Regions from separate parts of the Mus musculus genome. Here region 2 is linked to region 1. Evidence: chromatin contacts called from public HiChIP or PLAC-seq data. All regions are on one chromosome and are shown on one strand. The core of a region is the stretch at or near the end of the contact, and the rest is flanking DNA. Distances in the headings are between cores, read along the strand shown. Region 1 overlaps Pde11a (phosphodiesterase 11A). Region 2 overlaps Pde11a (phosphodiesterase 11A).

Region 1 (4,049 bases), core at 1,122-3,621:
ACCTAAGTATGTAATATTAATACCTCACAGCTCTTAGATGCTCTTAAAGCGGGATGATGGAACAAAGAAAGGAATTTACAATCATTTAAACAAATTTACTTTTATGATCTTGATTTCCATTCTGCGCAAGCAGCCAAACACTCCAGATAAGCCGTGTTTCTTTCCACTCATATTTTCCCAGAGCGTGGTCCTCGGAACAAAGGGGAAACTTTACCTAAAGGTCAGAACACAGAGAGCACAATAGGAATGTAGATGTGGAATATTACGTCCTCATTTGGAGCATCAGGAATTGTTCTTCAGGGTGTCCTTCACGGTTATTGCGAATGAAGCCTTACCTAATGCAGGCGAGAATATTTCCAGGAAGTGTAGGTCTGGGTGGTAAGGGATGCCTCACACGGTTTTATGATCAGAGAGAGGAGAAGAATGAGGGTCAAACAGAGAGTGAGGGAGAGGCTAGGCAATCAGGAGCCAGGCGTCATCTACCCCACCTCCCCAGAGCCTCCCATCTATTTCCTCCTTCCCAGTGTTCACAGCAGCCGTCCTACTTAAGGGCTTCATTACCTCTTGGCTGGGCAATCACAATCCCCTTCTACTTGTTCCTCCTACAACAGAGTGTAGAGTGCATCGCGAGCTGACTCATAGACCTTAAATTGTTCCCCTATTCCCTATCAAAATACAAATGTCCTGGCCTCTGGGGCCCTTGGAAATCTCACACCAAACTACTTCCCTACCCCTGGCTCTCATTTCTCTTCTCAGAGAATTGTATGCTACTTACACACTCAAATGCTTCATAGTCTACAAATCAGCCACCTGCCTGTCTGCCAGCTGATCCTTAATGTGCCCTCAGCTTTCATTATTCTCCGTCCCAATTATGCCTCCCCACTCAGGACCATTCCGATATTCGGAGCTCAATTTAAATGTACTCCAGAAAACGTCTAGTCCCGTGGCTGTCTTTCTTTTGCCCTGCATGATGCCTGTGTATGTTCCTCTGTCTGAAAGTGTGTACCCTGAAGTATGTGATTGTTTTATTTCTCTCCCCTAGTGTTTTTTTTTTTTACACAATTGGTACTCAGAAAAAAAAATGCATACGATAAGTGAAAGCATTTGAGCTGCGTCCACTGTGGTCTTCCAGCACAAGAATCCAAAAGGGAAACCTTTGACCCTTTGAGATTGATGACAAAAGTCTCGCTGCCCACAAACTGGCAGAGCATCTCCTCTGCATTCCCCATGCCATGAATAGAGTTGGTTTTGTGTGGAAGGAAGGAGGGCTGGCTTCAAAGATCTCTTTCCAGACTTTGTGTGAAGCCTCCCTCTATTAGAGTTAAGGAGCCTCCTGAAGTAAGAGGGGAGAGATGAGTCTCCCTGAGGAATCTCCTAAACTCTGAGGAAAATCTCCTCTGGTTGGAAGAGTGAAAGAGCTGGACTCCTAGCACGTGATCAGATACTAATTTCTTCTTTCCTGCCCATTTCCCTTCTCCCTGATCCATTGAGCCAGTCAGTCTTCACTCCTGGACGAAGGTGGTCTTAGATGCATCTTCTGACACACTGAGGTATTGAGTATATATATTGCCTTCTTTCCTGAAGTTAGAAGCCTGTTGCCAAGAGAGTTTACAATGAGCTTCTTTTATTTCCTTATTCTTCCTTCCTGCCCTAAACAGGCTCAGAGCAAGGGAGAAGTGGGGTGGAGATGCAGAGCCTCTGTGAGAGGTGTGTCCTCGCCTGACTTCCGGCTCTCTCTGTGCAGAAGGACTTGTTTGCACAAACCCTCCAGACAACTCCGTGGCGAGCCCTCTCCTGTCGACAATTCCCGATGTTGTAGCTTTGCCCCTCCTGACAGGGACTGACCTTCAGTGATCCATGCATCCTTCCCTTCCCGAGACACAGCTCATCCCTCTAAGTCTGGGACAGGGTTCTTTTTTATTCCTTTGTAGTTGTGGCAAAAATAAGCACGACATGGAACTTACTATTCCAGCCATTTTTCAGCACTCAGTTCAGTGGGTCTAAGTGCTTCACATTGTTGTAGAGCCCTCACCACTCTCTGTCTCCCAACCTGAGACAACATCCACAGCACATCTAACTCAGCTCCCTGTCACCCATGGCAACCACCCCTTTGCCCGTGACTCTGATTTCACTAGGAAGCTCCTGTACATAGAATCACGTGTCCCCTTTCGACCACCTTCACTTCACTGTGACCCATGCTGTTCTAGCTGCTAAGGATGGAGCAGTGGGAATATAAGTGCTATTTATTATACTCTAGCAGAAAACGGGAATAGGTAAACAAGATACCAAGAGAGCGTCACAGTAAAGTGCCATACAGGAAACTGTGTGATGTCTGGTGAGGCTGCATGCAGGAACTATTTGCTGAATGAATCAAATCCAAGAAAGTACAGGCAAAGATTATAATCATAAAGTACAGGAAGAATCTCCTTCCAGCACACACTGTGGGGTGCCACTCCTGGGTGTTGACAGTAATAGTTACAGCAATTCCTGTCCCCACCCTCATTCAGGGCTTTACTTGCAATAACTTCCCCAAGCCCCTGGGTGAAAGTCAATTCCTCAGAAGTAGGTGCCAGTTCAGAAGCCAGAGGACCAGGAAGGGATTGATTTTCTGATTAGTGCAGATGCCTGGTCTCCAGGAAAGCGCTTTGACACCAGAGAAGGAATAGCACCCTCGTGGGGCGGCTTGAAGAACAGCTCTTTCCTGTCTTTAAGCACTATAAAGCCAATTTTATTTTGTTGTTTTGGTTTGGTTTGTTTGTAGATACCATTGCATCTGTCTAATACTTAACAAAATTCCTCAGATCCAATATTCAGTCTTAGGGAGGGCTCCTGTGTTTTCCTTTAGGTGTTGTGGAAAGCAGAGGACCTCTATCAACATCCAACCAGATACTATTTTTTAAGTACATCTTATTTTAGAGCATTTTTTTCACTTTTCATTGTGTTTTATTTTGAAGATTTGTTTTCTTAATTATGTGTCTGGCTGTATGTACACATGAGAACGTGTGAGCACAGCGGCCAGAAGATGGCATTGGATCCCCCGGAGCTGGAATTACGGACGGTCTCACACTGCCTGGTGTGGGTGCTGGGAACCGACCTTAGGTCCTCTGGAAAAGCAGCTGGTACTTTTTTTTTTTTTTTTTTTTTTTTTTTAGTTTTTTTAAGATAGGGTTTCTCTGTGTAGCCCTGGCTATCCTGGAACTCATTTTGTAGACCAGGCTGGCCTCAAACTCAGAAATCCGGCTGCCTCTGCCTCCCAAGTGCTGGGATTAAAGGCGTGCACCACCACGCCTGGCGTAGCCAGTACTCTTAATTGGAGCTCTCTCTCCAGATCCCTACACGTTAGAGAGTGATTTGTTCTTATTGGTTAAGAATGTCACGCATATATGCCATATGTAGAACAATTTCATATTAATAGAAAACTTAGAGAGAGAATGTAGCCTCCCCTTGTACCCCGCATCATGTTTCCTCTACCTTTACCATTGTACATTATTATTATTACTGTGTTTGCTGTAGTTGATGATCATTGCTGTACTCTGTCTCCTAGAGGGCTCCTTTGTTCACCTTTCCTGATTCTTTACCAAATACCTTTCCTGTTCTGGGTCCCAAGATTCCCTGTTGTCTTTAGATATCATGCTTTAAGCTTCTCTTGGATGTCCACATTTCATGATTTCCTTTTTTAAAAAGTATTATGGCTTGTTTTGGAAGGGAGTTAGTAATTTTCTTATTTTTTTCTGAGAACTTCACACATGACCACTGTATCTACATCACTCTTGCCTCTCCCTCTCTCCCTTAAACTCCTCTCTGGTTCCCCCTCCCCCAAGCTCATTATCATTTCTTTATGTTACACACATGCATGCATACACGCACACACACACACTTTAACCTACCTAGTCCACTTAGCTTTGATTGTATGTCCATGAAACAGTGTTCCAGAGTGAGCACTTCGTATGTCTCTCTATCGGGATTGGCTGCCGTTTTCTCAAGCTTAGACTCTGATTCTAGACGATGGTGAGGACGGCCATGGGTGACATGGGTGGTTCGCATCAGAA
Region 2 (4,049 bases), core at 863-3,362, 87 kb before region 1:
CTTGTCCCTCCACCTCACCATCCATCAGTCTGCCAGACCTGGTCCTGCCCTTCACATAATCCCTACAGCCCAACAGCTAATTCTCCTCTACCACCAGTAGCTATGGAAGCTTCTGACTTCTTCCATAGCTCAGTTTCCTTTGTTATCAGTACAAAGATTCTTAGGTCGATATCAGTTTCCCAGCTTTGGCCTCTGAGGCCTCTTTGAAACTCCTCCAAACCCTTGCTGTTTTAACCCTTTGCAAAGTCATTCTGTAACACACACGCACACACAATGTAATTTGTAGTGTGTGGTATATGGCATATTAGTAATTAAGATTGAGATAAAAGAATCCGAGTTCACTCTATTCAGGGTTATCAAGGGAAATTGGATTATTAGTCATGGTAACCACTCACCTTGTGGATTTACTGTTAGTCAGTAAATTATAACATCATGAAAGATACAAGTGGGCTCACCTATGTTTCTGACATAGTCAACTCACAACAGTGACTTGGATCCAACTCTCCTTAGTCCATGTAATAGCCACCATCTCCACAGCAGAAAAAAAAAAAAAAAAAGTACAAACTAAACAAAACACCCCACCCCAACCAGGAAACTACCCAGAAACCTGCTCAGTGTGTTGTTGGTATTGAAAGGGGTTCAGTTCTGGCCAAAGGCAGGCATGCTCTGGAGGGATAGCTGCAGCTTGATGTGTCCCAGTCCCTACTGGCCTACAGGAAAACACACTAAAGCATGAAAAGGAGAGGGGCAAGGAACGGGAAAGAGGAGAAACAGAAGCAGCGTCTGTTTAGGGAGGGCAACTGGAAGACTCACTGATGGAATCCTGAAGGATTTGCAAAATGAGCTACTTGTAGGGCCTTTTGCTCCCAGTTTTCTCTCCTGTTGCTTTTCTCCTCTAAGAATGACTTCATAGCTTTAAGAGCTCTGAAATTCCTTTAGGGATCCCTAGGCCAGAGTGTGGCTCGGTAGACAGAGTTAGATAACAGATGATAGGGAGTAGGAATTGTGCTTCAGCTTTTATTTTCCCCAAGTCATCCTTTATTCCAGGCAACCCTATTCTGGGTGTCCCAGAGGTGTCTCACAGGTGTTCCTGTGCGGTTGATCTGCATAGGCGAGCAATACACTGCCCCTGGTGGCCACTTCTGGAACTGCTCTGTGTGTCTTGGCGCCTTTGTGCAGACAGAAAAAGACCAATACAAACCATGGCATTTCTACTGGGGTTCAGAGAAGTCCCAGATAAACGTCTCTTATTCCTCTTATGCTGCAAAAAGTTCAGGGAACTAGTCCGTTCAGTTTTTACTGGGATATCCCATCTGCCAGAAATCGGATGTTCTGAGATGGGCATGAGCCTCGGATTTTGACTTCCTTTTGAGAGTTTCTCAAGGTTAGGCCCAGCACAGCTGGGTATTTTTAACCCCTGGAGGAGGAGGCATTCTCTCTCATAGGCCCCAGGCCTTTCCATAGGTTGCTGCAGAGCCATCCCAGTTTGCATTCTTGCCTAATCATATCTACCTGATCCAAACGGATCCACTAGGTCTTGAACCTAAATTCCTACTGGACCTGTTCTAATAGAAATGCCCAAGTCTAGTAGCTGGCAGGACAAGCGTGATCGCTTTTATAGACAGGCATGTACACAGGGATTCACTCATGTCCTTCCCACCTCTAAGTATGCATGTGAATATGTGCCTTAAGTTCCAAGGACTTTCCAGTTCTCTTCATTATCGTTCGTTTTTTCAGAGTTGGACTAAAAAGCCAGGCGTGGTGGCGCACGCCTTTAATCCCAGCACTCGGGAGGCAGAGGCAGGCGGATTTAAATGTGACAGGCATGGTTTACATATTATATAGCTTTTGGAATCTTTGGTTTCACTCCCGTTAACTTTTCAAAACTGTGACTTTCCCAGTTAAAGACTGATATACACCATCTTAATGTTAACTCTGAGAACTGTGCCCCTAAAGCTGAGAGTGTTAACAACTCAACGTCTGGCTCATTCGATTGAAAGGAAAAAGCCCCAAAGGCAGGAAATGTGGGTTTTGGTTAAGAGTGGAAGCTCTAATGCTCTGAATGCTTTCTGTGCCCCAGGTTATGCAAATGTATCTTCCGTTCTGTGGAATCGCCATATCTAATGCTCAGCTCTTCGCTGCCTCAAGGAAAGAATACGAAAGAAGCAGGGTGAGTAGCTAGCTTCAAGCTCGCTGTCTTCCTGGCTTATGTGAGTCACTCCATCTTTTAAAAGTAGCGGATGATCATTGTCTAGTCTGAAGATCATTCTTGTTTGTGCAAGCCTGGAACGACAGGGCTGAAGATCCCTTTAAACAATGCATGAGTTATGGTTACAAGAAAATACACATTTTCTGTTGTTGTTTCTGGGAAATAGAACTGGTTTCTTTTAAAAAAGGAAATCAACCCACGTCTATACTGTGTGGCAGCGGATATTTATCCTCTGTGCTCTTAGCTTTGAAACAGCAGCAGTTTTAGTTTAGTTCCTTCAAGGGGCACAATTTCACTCCTTGCAGATTCTTTTTCTAAGGTTTTCTAGAAGAAGCAATCTAAGGCATGTAGGACCATCAAAGAAGCACTGCTTTGTAGGGACATTAGAGGCAATGATCTTATATACCTTTAGGAACTGTAGACTCACACAGTAAAATGTACCCACAGACTCATACAGCCTTAAATTATCAACCAGAGATCGAGGTTCACTCTACATTTATATATATGAAGATCATTGTTACAACCCAGAAACAAACTCAATAAGAAAATGTTAAAAATGGATTAAATCCCTCAGCCAATGAAATAGATTAAAGTGTATTTACAAAAGCATCATGACAGTGACTATTTGATAGTAAGCATATGAATACTTGCTGACCACACAGCCGTCTTCCTTAGCAGGGCGTAGTGTGCCCTTCCTCCACCTGGGTCTCCTGTTCATTTTAGAACCATTTCTTGCTCGACTATTCCTTTCATTTCCTATTCCAGTGATGTTTCTGTGACTTCCAGATAACAGCCTGTTTGTTTCATCTTATCACACTCCTACCTCCACCCCACCCCCACCCCCACCCCCTTTCTCCTCTGTTTCCAATGACTCCTCTCCCTCTGCCAACTGCCTCACAGGTCCCAGTGCATCTTCCTCTCCCCACTTCCGGTCCTTCCTTGTTCTAGTGCAGGTACCCATCACGTTATTATAATATTTGACGATGGCCCTCTTCTGTAATCCCATTATTCCTTAAGGGAAGCTTCTTGTACTAAGACAGTCCTTTCATCCTTGTGGATGGCACAGTTTACTTATTCATTGAACAAATACATATTGTGTAGTTCTCATGAGATACTGTCTGTCCTTACAAAGCTTACTAGTCTAGTGGAAACAATAGATAATAAAAAAGAAAAAGAAAAGAAAAGAAAAGAAAAGAAAAGAAAAGAAAAGAAAAGAAAAACCACACAATGTCAGACAGTGATAAGCGTTATAAACAAAGATAAAGGGAGAGAGATGGACAGGCACAGTTATGGTAGGTTTGATTAAGCAGATTATTTATTTTTTGGAGCTGATGGGAAGGTGTCTATAGGGAGTTGATAGAAGGAGAATGAAGTGAGAAGCCCAGCCACTGGAAGACCTGTGCAGAGTGTCCAGACCATGACACAGCAGCTGCAAAGACCCTGTGTTGTTGGTGGATAGGGGGACTTCAGGAATCCGAGGAGAGGATGAAAGACAAGCCAATGAAGATAAGAAGCTGAACCCAGGGCTACTGGGGAGAAAGGCCTACGGGCAAGTCAGGAACTGTTAATTTTAAGGCTCCTAGTAGAAAGCCAGTAGGAGACTTTTGAGCTGATTGCAATTCATTTAAAAAAAAAGCAAACACCATGACCTCCTTGGAAGCAGGGAAGGGCTGGGGAAGATTGGATAATGGGCAGTGACAGAAGACTGGGAGGGGAGCCAGAAGACTCCATTGAAGTCTAGAGACAAGGTGGATGGCATTAGGGCCATAAGAAGTGAGGAACTCCCTCCAAATCTGTGGCAAAACATTTAGGGCTTGCTGGTGTGGGGGACAGCGAAGGA

Evidence for each region. HiChIP or PLAC-seq counts read pairs in DNA pulled down with a chosen protein or histone mark.
Region 2: a Foxp3 HiChIP or PLAC-seq map of regulatory T cells shows a contact between it and region 1, with 5 times the contacts expected there. The contact joins two enhancer-like sites. A contact is called at or near these places in 2 of 15 datasets of contacts at CTCF or cohesin (CD8 T cells and pro-B cells), 18 of 484 Hi-C or Micro-C datasets (CD4 T cells, CD8 T cells, the G1E-ER4 cell line and 8 more), 8 of 115 datasets of contacts at active chromatin or transcription factors (CD4 single positive thymocytes, CD8 T cells, Th2 cells and 3 more) and 1 of 9 other capture datasets (embryonic stem cells).

The regions. Positions count from the first base shown.
Region 1 is chr2:76,126,898-76,130,946 of GRCm38.p6, reverse strand. The region is part of intron 9 of Pde11a (phosphodiesterase 11A); the gene reads left to right. Among named protein-coding and RNA genes, the nearest start is that of Gm52518, 92 kb to the right of the region's middle. Within about 2 kb of position 2,371, at least 29 of the 459 cell types and tissues checked have an H3K27ac peak or open chromatin away from gene starts, as enhancers often do. A contact at or near this core is called in CD4 single positive thymocytes, CD8 T cells, Th1 cells and 4 more, where this site is marked.
Region 2 is chr2:76,213,439-76,217,487 of GRCm38.p6, reverse strand. Pde11a (phosphodiesterase 11A) reads left to right here. Exons shown (of 20, transcript NM_001081033.3): 3 at 2,081-2,170. Among named protein-coding and RNA genes, the nearest start is that of Pde11a, 120 kb to the left of the region's middle. Within about 2 kb of position 2,112, at least 41 of the 459 cell types and tissues checked have an H3K27ac peak or open chromatin away from gene starts, as enhancers often do. A contact at or near this core is called in CD4 single positive thymocytes, CD8 T cells, Th1 cells and 4 more, where this site is marked.